2 separate regions of the Rattus norvegicus genome follow, and region 1 is linked to region 2. A link is a contact called in public Hi-C data. All regions are on one chromosome and are shown on one strand. Each heading gives the region's core, a stretch centred on a gene start, on an enhancer-like site or on the middle of the called end of the contact. The rest is flanking DNA. Distances are from core to core; before and after follow the strand shown.

Region 1 (4,812 bases), core at 1,989-4,488, 1.5 Mb before region 2:
TGTGTATGTCTGTGCCAGGCTATGTGCCTCTGAGTGCAGGTACCTAGAGAAGCCACAAGCAGAAGTTGATTCTTGCTGGAGCTGGAGTTACAGGCTGATGTGAACCTCCAAACATTAGTACTGGAAACACTGTGGTCCTCTAGACGAAAATATGTATTCATAACCACTGAGCAATCTGGAGCTAACTCACCCCATGAAATTCTTACATGTATCAATAAGATTATTGCAGAGACAACATCTGTAAAGGAGAGATTAGAGTAATGTTTTTCTTGGTTAAGGTTAAAGAATGAGGATCCTGAGAAGCAAAACAGTGCGAGAAAGGGAGTTTTTCTTGACCATGGGAGTCTGTGGCAATAGAAGGCCTCAGCTTTGGATGTGGGAGGACTAGATCTAAGATCGTGTTTTTGCAAGGCTCTGTGGTTTTGTAAGCAGCTATTCTCTCTCTTCTATATTTTATCAGACATTTTAGGAGTCAGAAATGAGCATGTGCTATATTCTCTAGATTTATTCACAAAAATGTTTTTTTCCCTTCCTCTGGAAAGAGAAAAGATGAAAGAGATACTGGATATTAATGGCGAGGATACGAGGTGGTTTAAGTAAGTTTCATAATTCCTCAGCCTTTTAAGCTTAAAGATGACTAGTTAAATAATTTGATGCACAGACCTTGACCACCATTCTAATGAGTTCTGGTAAGCTGGCACAGAAAATTAACGATAATAAATTAATTCCAGAGAATTCCATTTTGTGTGTTTAATTATTAATGGCATTACAGTGTTATTAATGATGTCAATTATTAATGGCATAAATAATTAAGAAATCACATCCATGCTATGATGTACAAGGGTTCCAGTGTTGAGAAAACTGCTCAGGATAAATAAATAAACATACAAGGGTCAGACTTACAATAGCCTATCTTCTAGACATTTTTCAGAAAACTTAGGTAGATCTGTCACCAGAGTCCGTTTTGCTAAAATTGCTCTCCAAGTCTTAAATTATAGTAGTAATATAGGAATAAGTTAGACCTGAAATACTGTTTCTCTAGATGCCCCATAGTATGTCTGAAGAGAGAGTGAGTTATTGACCATGGAAACTTTAAGTGTAAGATCAGGGAGAATTGTGTGGATTTAGTAAACACAGGAGAACTGAGCAGGTAACATAAAACCTAGTGATCATCTATACCTTCAATTTGAATGATAACAATACTCCCATGCAACTGTTGTAACAGGCAGGGGTAAAATAGGTTGGGGTTAGGGTGAGTAAAAATGCAGGAGGGAAATGGAATGTCATTCTTTGAGTATGAATGAAGGTCTTACGACATCCTTCTGGGAATCAATTTTTCTTATCTCTTCAAGGGAGATATATCTATTCACAATATGATATGGCAGCCAGAGGATATAGGACGTAACAGAATCTTAACAACACTTCTATTATTGCTGCTGGTTTGCTCATTGTAGAGATTATGTAATCAAAGTTGTTGTTTTTCAGGTGAGGCAATTAAAGGCTAAAGAATGAATGTGGGTTGTCACCAGGGTCACCTGTAGGATGTTTCCCCTTGTCTCCTTTAATTTGTCTATCATTTTCCATATTATTCTGCTTCCTGGAAGCTAAGCTCCATGCATAGAATTGACAGGGCTTCAGGCCCTGAGGTTTATCACTAGGATGTCCCAGTAGAGAAGAGGAAGAGGGAAGAAAAATCAATGAGGTTTGAATATTTTTCTTGTTTTACCCCCTGGCAATCTCTATTAGTTAGTTACACATGTCTACAGTTGAGCACATATTCTCAAATTGGTTGACTTTCTACATGACTTTCTCCTTAACGAATCTTGAACAGGCATCTATCTCTGCTTCATTGAGATGGTTCTGAATTTGCTGACACCAGGATTGGTTAGTATACTACTTTCTTTGTAAAAGAGTTTTTCAAAGTATTCTACATTGATATTTAAGGGTAATTGGGAGAGATAATTTTAGATGCCAAGATTCTTGGTGATAAGTATACAGTCTTTCTTTAAAATTCTCTGTAACATCATTTATGTTTCCATTTTACTGTCTCCTGAGAACAGAGCCTATTCTTGGGCATGGAAGATACCCAAATCAGCAGTATGGATGTTCAGTTCTCTGAGACACTACATGATAGAACTGTAATACAAGTGTTATCAACAAGTACTTTTTGTTTAAAAAAAAGCCAAATTAAAATATTTTAGACATTGGGATACTTATCTTCATTGAAATCACTAAACCCTGTCATTACAGAACAAATTCGCCACAATCAATATCTTTACAAATGATGGCTGTTTACTTTATTCATATTTGCTATAATTTGCATTTTGTATTTGTCTGTCTGTCTATCTATCTATCTATCTATCTATCTATCTATCTATCTATCTATCTATCGACTTTTCACCTTCAGTATGTTACAAAAAGTATGATACCTAGCCTGTGATCATTTGGTGTTAGGCATAAGGCCATATCTTGGCTTCTGTTCATTGTATATTAGGCTTTGTGTGTGGACATATGGTACAAAGTGGAGTAGAGTAAGGAGGCCAAGGGCTGGGAGGAAAGGCGAGGAGAGAATGCTGGAAATTATTTGGCAGTGAAAGGAATAAACCTTTTAAAACTTAACTAGTAAGCAAAAGCAAGGACTTATCACCAGTGGCATGAGTAAACTGGTAAGGCCAGTCTGTCACCATGCCACTCTGAGACTGCCATCTCTCCCTGACCATGGGAGGCAAGCAAATCTAGGTTTGTAAATGGAGCTGAAATTGGTAGGATCAGAGAAAAGAAGCACAGAAGTGATGGGGAGCAGAGGCCACCTCTATACCTCTCCACACACAGAGAAACTCTGAAGCAGATCTTAAGGGATCAGAGTTCATGCTGAAAGAGTGGGCTTTGGAGATGGGCAGAATGAGTGGTAACCAAGATTTAGGCTATGGGCTTAGGAAGTCCTTAGTGCCAAGGCCAATTCTAACACTTATAAGTTGAGTGATAGTTAGGAAAGTTATTTAATCTCATGGAGCTCACTTTTTGATAGCCAGTGCTCATCATGGCTTCACTGGTTTCACTGCCCCAGTGAAGATTTGGTGGTGTATCACACACAGACAGCTCTCAGCAGTGGAGGCTCACGATCAGTGTTCAGTGAAGGTTTACTACTTATTAGTGTGATGCTGATTCAGCTTCCAAATTAGCTGGGCTCTCACAGTGCCCAAGTCCAAGTGCTTCTTGCCCTTTGCTTATGAAGATGACAGCTGGAAAGTTGGCAGCAGAGTTGAACACGAGGTTTCCCTTCTAAATCACTGACAACATTAGCTCTTATAAACCTCCACTGGCAGAAATCCATTTCTTTGGACCTGGACCTTAGAGAACTTGAATTCATTGGGTGTGGTGCCAAGGCTATTTTGTCTCAGTTTAGACAATACCTTCACAGTTGTTTCAGCAAACACTGTATCTGTTATTAAAGCGAAAGTCAATTTATTTTCCTGTTTAAGCTGTACAAGGAGAGAGCAAAGTATGGGTTAGTTCTCCTTTTTTAACAGTTCCTTTTTGAGTCCTGTTGCTGGTGGCTTTCATTGTTCTTAATGGTGCACTCTCCAATCTGTCTGATGAAAAAAATGGCAGGAAAAAAAAGCAGCATTCTGGGTGACGTAATTGGAGATAAATAGGCATCTTTCCCAGGATGCCACAGTGAGACAGCTGGACATTTATTTATCACATCCTGGACGTACTTTGATTCTGATCTAAATGTAAGATTGCAAAGATGGTAACATTTCACTGCTGAGAAACTGGTGTGAAAATGGAGGGCTGCGATGTCTAGTTAAATGATTACACAGGCAGTCATGGTCCATTTGGAGATAAGAATATTAATTTGTCTAAAGATAGGGGAAAAATAGAAACATACTAAACATGTCCATTGTGTTACACTTGTGAAAAAGAAATAAGTTCTAGTAAATTATAACAATTACTTCTAATCCAGAACTTAGGCTGTATTTGAAAATTAATTACAGAGCTTTCAAACACACTGCCAATATATGTATATGTATCTAGGTAACTATAAGGGAAAACTGATAGCCTTTTCTAAGGATACAAAAGGGTTGAAGTGGAACCACTCAGAATGATACTCAAATGTAACACTGTGGTCAGGTACCATCACCCTTCACTAAAGCCTGGCATACAAAGAAGCACTCAAAATTCAGTTAAGTTTAGGGTTAGGGTTAGGGTTAGGGTTAGGGTTAGGGTTAGGGTTAGGGTTAGGATTAAGGTTTGGGTTAGGGTTAGGGTTAGGGTTAGGGTTAGGGTTAGGGTTAGGGTTAGGGTTAAGGTTTGGGTTAGGTTAAGGTTAGGGTTAGACATCCAGATGCTAGTGTTTGTCCCTTTTCCAAAACTGAGTGGGACAAGTTTGCAGAGAAGCACTCAAAAGTCAAGGTGCAAGGAACCCAGAGTTCTGGCGTATGCCCTCTAGAAGATCTTCAAAGAGGTGTAGCTTTCAGCATGCAAGGAATGTCAGAGTTATAACCCAGGAGTGCAAGGAAATTTGAAGGTATAGGGAGCTAGGTCTGGACCACTTTGAAAATATCTTTGATTAATAGATATACTTAAAAGTGTCAAGTAACTTGGTAGAGTAGCAGTCCTCCAGAGGTTCAGGAAGTGGGATTGTGAATGAGTGAAATAGGCAAGAGAGGAGTCAGTAGCTGAGACTCTGGAACAGGCCCTGTGAGGAACTCCTGAGGAATCAATGGGCATTTCTTGAGAGCTCATCTGTCGTGTGATTCTGCCACCCAGGAGAACCCAAGACCAGACATCATTTGAGCCTAACACTGT
Region 2 (4,875 bases), core at 1,520-4,019:
TCGTTGAGCGGGTAGGGGAAGACCACTGAGGGGTCGATGCACTCGGACGCTGCGGCGGTGAGGTCCTGCAGGTACAGGCTGGAGGTGGAGCAGACGCTGTGCCCGCGGGCGGGGCTCAGGCTGGTGCTGTCTTTGCGCGCAGCCTGGTAAGAGGCCAGCTTCTCGGAGACCAGTTTGGCAGCGGCCGAGAAGCCGCTCCACATACAGTCCTGGATGATGATGTTCTTGATGAAGGTCTCATCGTCAGGATCGCAGATGAAGCTCTGATTCACCATGTCTCCTCCAAGTAGCTCGGTCATCATCTCCAGCTGATCGGCGGTGGAGAAGTTGCCACCGCCACCGTCATCGTCCTCCCTTGGGGAGAAGGACGTAGCGACCGCAACATAGGACGGAGAGCAGAGCCCGGAGCGGCGGCTGGGGGACAGGGGCGGGGTGGGCAGCAGCTCGAATTTCTTCCAGATATCCTCACTGGGTGCGGGCGGCTGCAGCTCGCTCTGCTGTTGCTGGTGATAGAAATTCTCTTCCTCGTCGCAGATGAAATAGGGCTGCACCGAGTCGTAGTCGAGGTCATAGTTCCTGTTAGCGAAGCTCACGTTGAGGGGCATCGTCGTGACTGTCTGTTGGAGGGGGCACAGCAAGGGAAGCAAGTCTAGAGTTACCCAGCTCTGGTTGATGCGGAAACCTGGCGCAGCGCGTACCCCAATCCTGAACCACTCCCCTTTCAGCCTGCTGTACTTCCAAGTGTGTGTGTGTGTGTGTGTGTGTGTGTGTGTGTGTGTGTGTGTGTGTGTGTGTGTGGTTGGGGGGAATGCACTCTTTTACTCCCTACTATCAGTGACGCTGGTCGGACTAGCAGCTGCTCCGAGTCCCCGCCTCCTTAGAGCAGGGACTTAGCACTGCAGACGCCCAGGAATCGCCATCGGCCTTGGCCTCCTTCAGAGGCTGAGGGAGGCGACTGTAGGGAATACAGTCTGCCAAAAGCCTAGGCGCAAAGTTTTGCGCCACCTGAAGGAGAAAGGCGAGAGGCGCCGCGGTGCTCGGCCCCCTCCGGTGCCGGCTCTTTGCGCCGCCGACCGGGTCCGGGTCCCTACTCGCGCCGTCGCCCGGCTCTTACCCAGCCGGCGCCGCCGCCCCTCTCCGCCCTCCTCTTTCTCCACCCCCAGCGCGCCCCCCTTCCTTCCTTTGCCGGCTTTTCTTTCCTATTGCTGACTTGGAGGGGAGAGCTCAGTCTCAGGCTCTAACAAGCCTCTCCAAAGGGGAGGGGGTGTCAAATAATAAGAGACACCTCCCTGCTACACTCTAAACCGCGACGCCACTGCGCCAGAGACCCCACAGCGATTCAGCACCCGGTGCAGGGCGTCTTCCCTCTCCCCGCCGAGGGTAGCAGCTGTTACCGAACAGCTCAGATCAAGACTCACCGCAGTCTCCCTAGCAATTCAGGGGCGCGGGGAATACCCGCGGATCCCAACCAGGAATGTGAGGATTCCCTCTGGTTTTCCCCAAGTCAACGAATCGGTCACATCCCTGCCCCAGTTTTGCCTCTCCTCAGTGCGCTAGTCCAACACCAAGTCCTAATACCGCGGAGGGTTAGGCTTAAATTTTACTATGATCACTATTTTTAAAGCCCAATGGCAACTTCTTAAAAGGATCAGGGACCGGTTGCAATCGCCGCCGGGGATTGGCGGGCGGGACGCACCCCCGAGTTGGTCTCAGGCTGTCAGAAATGCACCAAGCCGAAATTTAAATGCCCTCCCAAAGACTGGGAAGTCAGAGGCTACGGAGCCTTCTCGCTTTTTGCGGAGAACACGCAAAAGGTAATCCCTTTCCCAAAGACCTCAGGATACGAAGGGCTTCCTTTGGCCACCGCGAAGAGACCTCCGGCTTTGACACCCCCCCCCCCAAAGGACATAAATATCAATTAATGTAGCACAGCAAGAATGTCCAACCGGCCCGGGTCAGCGTCAGCCCACGGTAACCTCTGGAAGACAGTTTCAAAATGCACCCCGGTTTTTTCCTTCCCCTTTCCTGTCATCTTGACAAGTCGTTCTACCCCGACTCAGATCCACCTCAACTCCGCCCCGGCCTACCCCAACTACTCTGAGTAAAGTGTCAAAAGCACAGAAATTGAATAAAGACTGTTCTAACCGGTCGCTACACTCAGGACGTAGAGAAAACAGTAGAAGACCAACAGATCTGTGCTTACCGGGTTTTCCACCTCCCAAAGGAAATTCAGGCTTCAAATAACGCGAGGAGCTCTTTTCAGGGGAGCCGATCGCGGGCAGAGGCAGAGAACACTGTCCCCAAATAGACAAAAATTCCCTCCCCTGCGCCTGGGGAGTCCTGTCCTGGCTCGCAGATTGTAAGTTCCAGTGAGAAGTGTCTGCCCGTTGCAATGGGCAAAGTTTCCCAGAGGCGGCGAGGGTTGCGACCGCTGATGTTGGGTCAGCGGGAGGATTGGGTCGAGGAGGCAGCAAGCCTGGAGGCAAAGCCCTTCTCACTCCAGAGCTGCCTTCCTAGGAAGCCCGGAGTGGGGCTCTGCACACTGGGCTCTTCCAACCCGCCCGCTCACTCCCTCTGTCTCTCGCTGGAATTACTACAGCGAGTCAGAAAAAAAACGCCCGAAAAGCTTCTTTTATACTGCGACTCCGGATCCCTCCCCTCGCTTCTTTTTCCCGCCAAGCCTCGGCGAAGCCCTGCCCTTTTGGAGGCAGGAGGCGAGCGGAGTGGGCGCGGCGGAGGCGGCAGCGGAGAGCAGCGCAGCCCGGGGGTCCTTAGCCGTGCAGACCCCCGGATTATAAAGGGCGGGTGGGCGGGGATTAGCCAGAGAATCTCTTTCTCCCTCCCCTCCCGACCTCTATTTTTTTCCTCCTCTCGCTCCCCCGCCCTCTGCTTTGGGAACTCGGGAGGGGCACTAGTGGGGAGCCGGGGAAAGAGGAGGAGCCTCAGTCCCGCAGCCCAGTACTCCGACTCGGGGTGTAAACAGTAATAGCGCAGCATGAATTAACTGCGCGCCCGACCATTTTCTCCTGCTCGCGCGTCGGTCCTTTCCCTTTCTGTACAGTTGTTCGGGCGCAGCGCTCGGCTGAACTGTGTTCTTGTCCTGCGTGTATTAGTCACCGCAGGTGGAACAGCTGCCTCGCTCCACACAATACGCCGTGTACCCTGAGCCGCGTCACGCACGTCTCGGGCGGCCAGTCGTCTCTCTAAGGTCGGGGAAACAGAATTTAAAAAGGGAAGGACGAAAAAAAAAAAAAGAGTTATGTAGGAGCCCTTGCTCAGTGTGGAGTGATAGTTGAAGACCTACGACAGATGAGGTCTGAGCAGAAAAACGATGCCTGGAATCATTAAAATTGCTCAGCAACTCAATGCCACGTATACTTGGAGAGCCACTTAGGAATAAACAGCCACTGCATCTCTCGGGGAGGGCAGTGTGTATTTTGCGTTTGGGCGTACAGCTATGTTGACTGGGCACATTCTTTACAGAATGAATCCCCCAATTTGCTGCCAGAAAGGCCCTCCACTCCAACACCTCCCGTTCGGACCTTCCACCAGGCGGGGTGGGGTGGAGGCGGCTCCTTGCCCCGTAGGTCTTTCTGCGCGTTCCAGAGCTGGAGTAGAGTAGGACTGCGGCGGTGGGCGCGCTCTACCCGGATCCTCCCGGTCGAGTCTCTGCCAGTCTACACCCCATGCACCTCCACTCAGAGTTCCAGTTCCACAGCCAGTTTTCACTAAAGGCAAATCCTCTTTGCCCCTGTGGAGCCAGTTTGCACCAGACTCCGGCTTAGAGGTTGGGGGTGGGGGGGGGCGGGAATCAAGGCGCTAGACGCGAGAATATGCCATGGATTGGGGGTTGGGGGAAACCCGGACTTCCCAGAAAGGGGGAGGAGTAGAATTGCCAACCCAGATCTGGGGAGCCTGCGGAGACCCTAGAATAAAGGAAACCGTTAACCCCTTCCTCTCAGGACAAACCCCAAACTTTCCCCTTTTATTACTGGAATCGTAATTATGCACTTAAAAAAAGGTCGGCCCGGGTCAGATCAAAGTAACGTTGTGTCTTTGCCTTCGTATGTGTGTGTTAAACTAATTAAAAGCCGACTCTAATTTTTACACTAATTTCCCAATTTACTTTTTCCTCAATACCATGCCGTGCATTTTGTAGAGTCCCCAAAGGTATACACACTTAATATATACACGATAACCTAGTTTATTAACCAACGTGAAACATGAATCTTTTGCTCTGTGTTTTGGTTCTAGATTTATTATATAGTGCATATTTCCTCGGGATTTGCTTATCCTACGCATCAAAACCCAAAGCAGTCTCCTCATTCAGGACTCCTCGCCCCAAGGCATTTTAAGAAACCTCTCACTGCTACCCCCTAAAAAAAGAAGAGACTACAGTAGCGTGTAGCGTGTGTAAGGTGCGCATTGTTCAAAGTAGTCATTAGCCATTGAGTTTGCAATTTAGGATTCAGCTGTTGGATGATAGTATCTTCCTTCATCGAGCTCATTGCACAATTCAGCTTTAAGGATTGCAAAATGACTACAGCCTCTAGGATTTTGCCTCAAACGCCAAGAGCCACCAATCCCTAGGCTGCATTTTGCTGCAGAGACTCTTTCCCCGCCCCCTCCCCGGGTTGTGGCTCTCGGATTTGCGAAAGTAAAGTGTGCCCTCTACTGGCCACAGATCACAGCTTTGCGAAGCCAACGAGGGCGGAGGTCGGGTGGGGGCAGGGCATTTGCTTGCTGGGCTTCCAGGTTCTGGGAAGAAGCTTCGTTGCCTAAGATAAGCTTCCGGTCATCCTTTAAATGACTCTTTCAGACTGCCAAGGAGCTAAAGGAAGAGAAATTACTAGAGGAAAAAGTGGTTCCGAGGTG

What was found. A called contact is a pair of places that touch in the nucleus more often than the background predicts.
Region 1: a contact with region 2 is called in a Hi-C map of psoas muscle, with 2.6 times the contacts expected there. The contact joins the enhancer-like site here to the promoter of Myc in region 2.

What each region holds. Positions count from the first base shown.
Region 1 is chr7:96,936,692-96,941,503 of GRCr8, reverse strand. No RefSeq gene overlaps it. Among named protein-coding and RNA genes, the nearest start is that of Rgs22l, 430 kb to the right of the region's middle. Within about 2 kb of position 3,238, at least 1 of the 93 cell types and tissues checked has an H3K27ac peak or open chromatin away from gene starts, as enhancers often do.
Region 2 is chr7:95,480,999-95,485,873 of GRCr8, reverse strand. Myc (MYC proto-oncogene, bHLH transcription factor) reads right to left here and starts at 2,769. Exons shown (of 3, transcript NM_012603.2): 1 at 2,204-2,769; 2 at 1-617. The coding sequence starts at 2,233.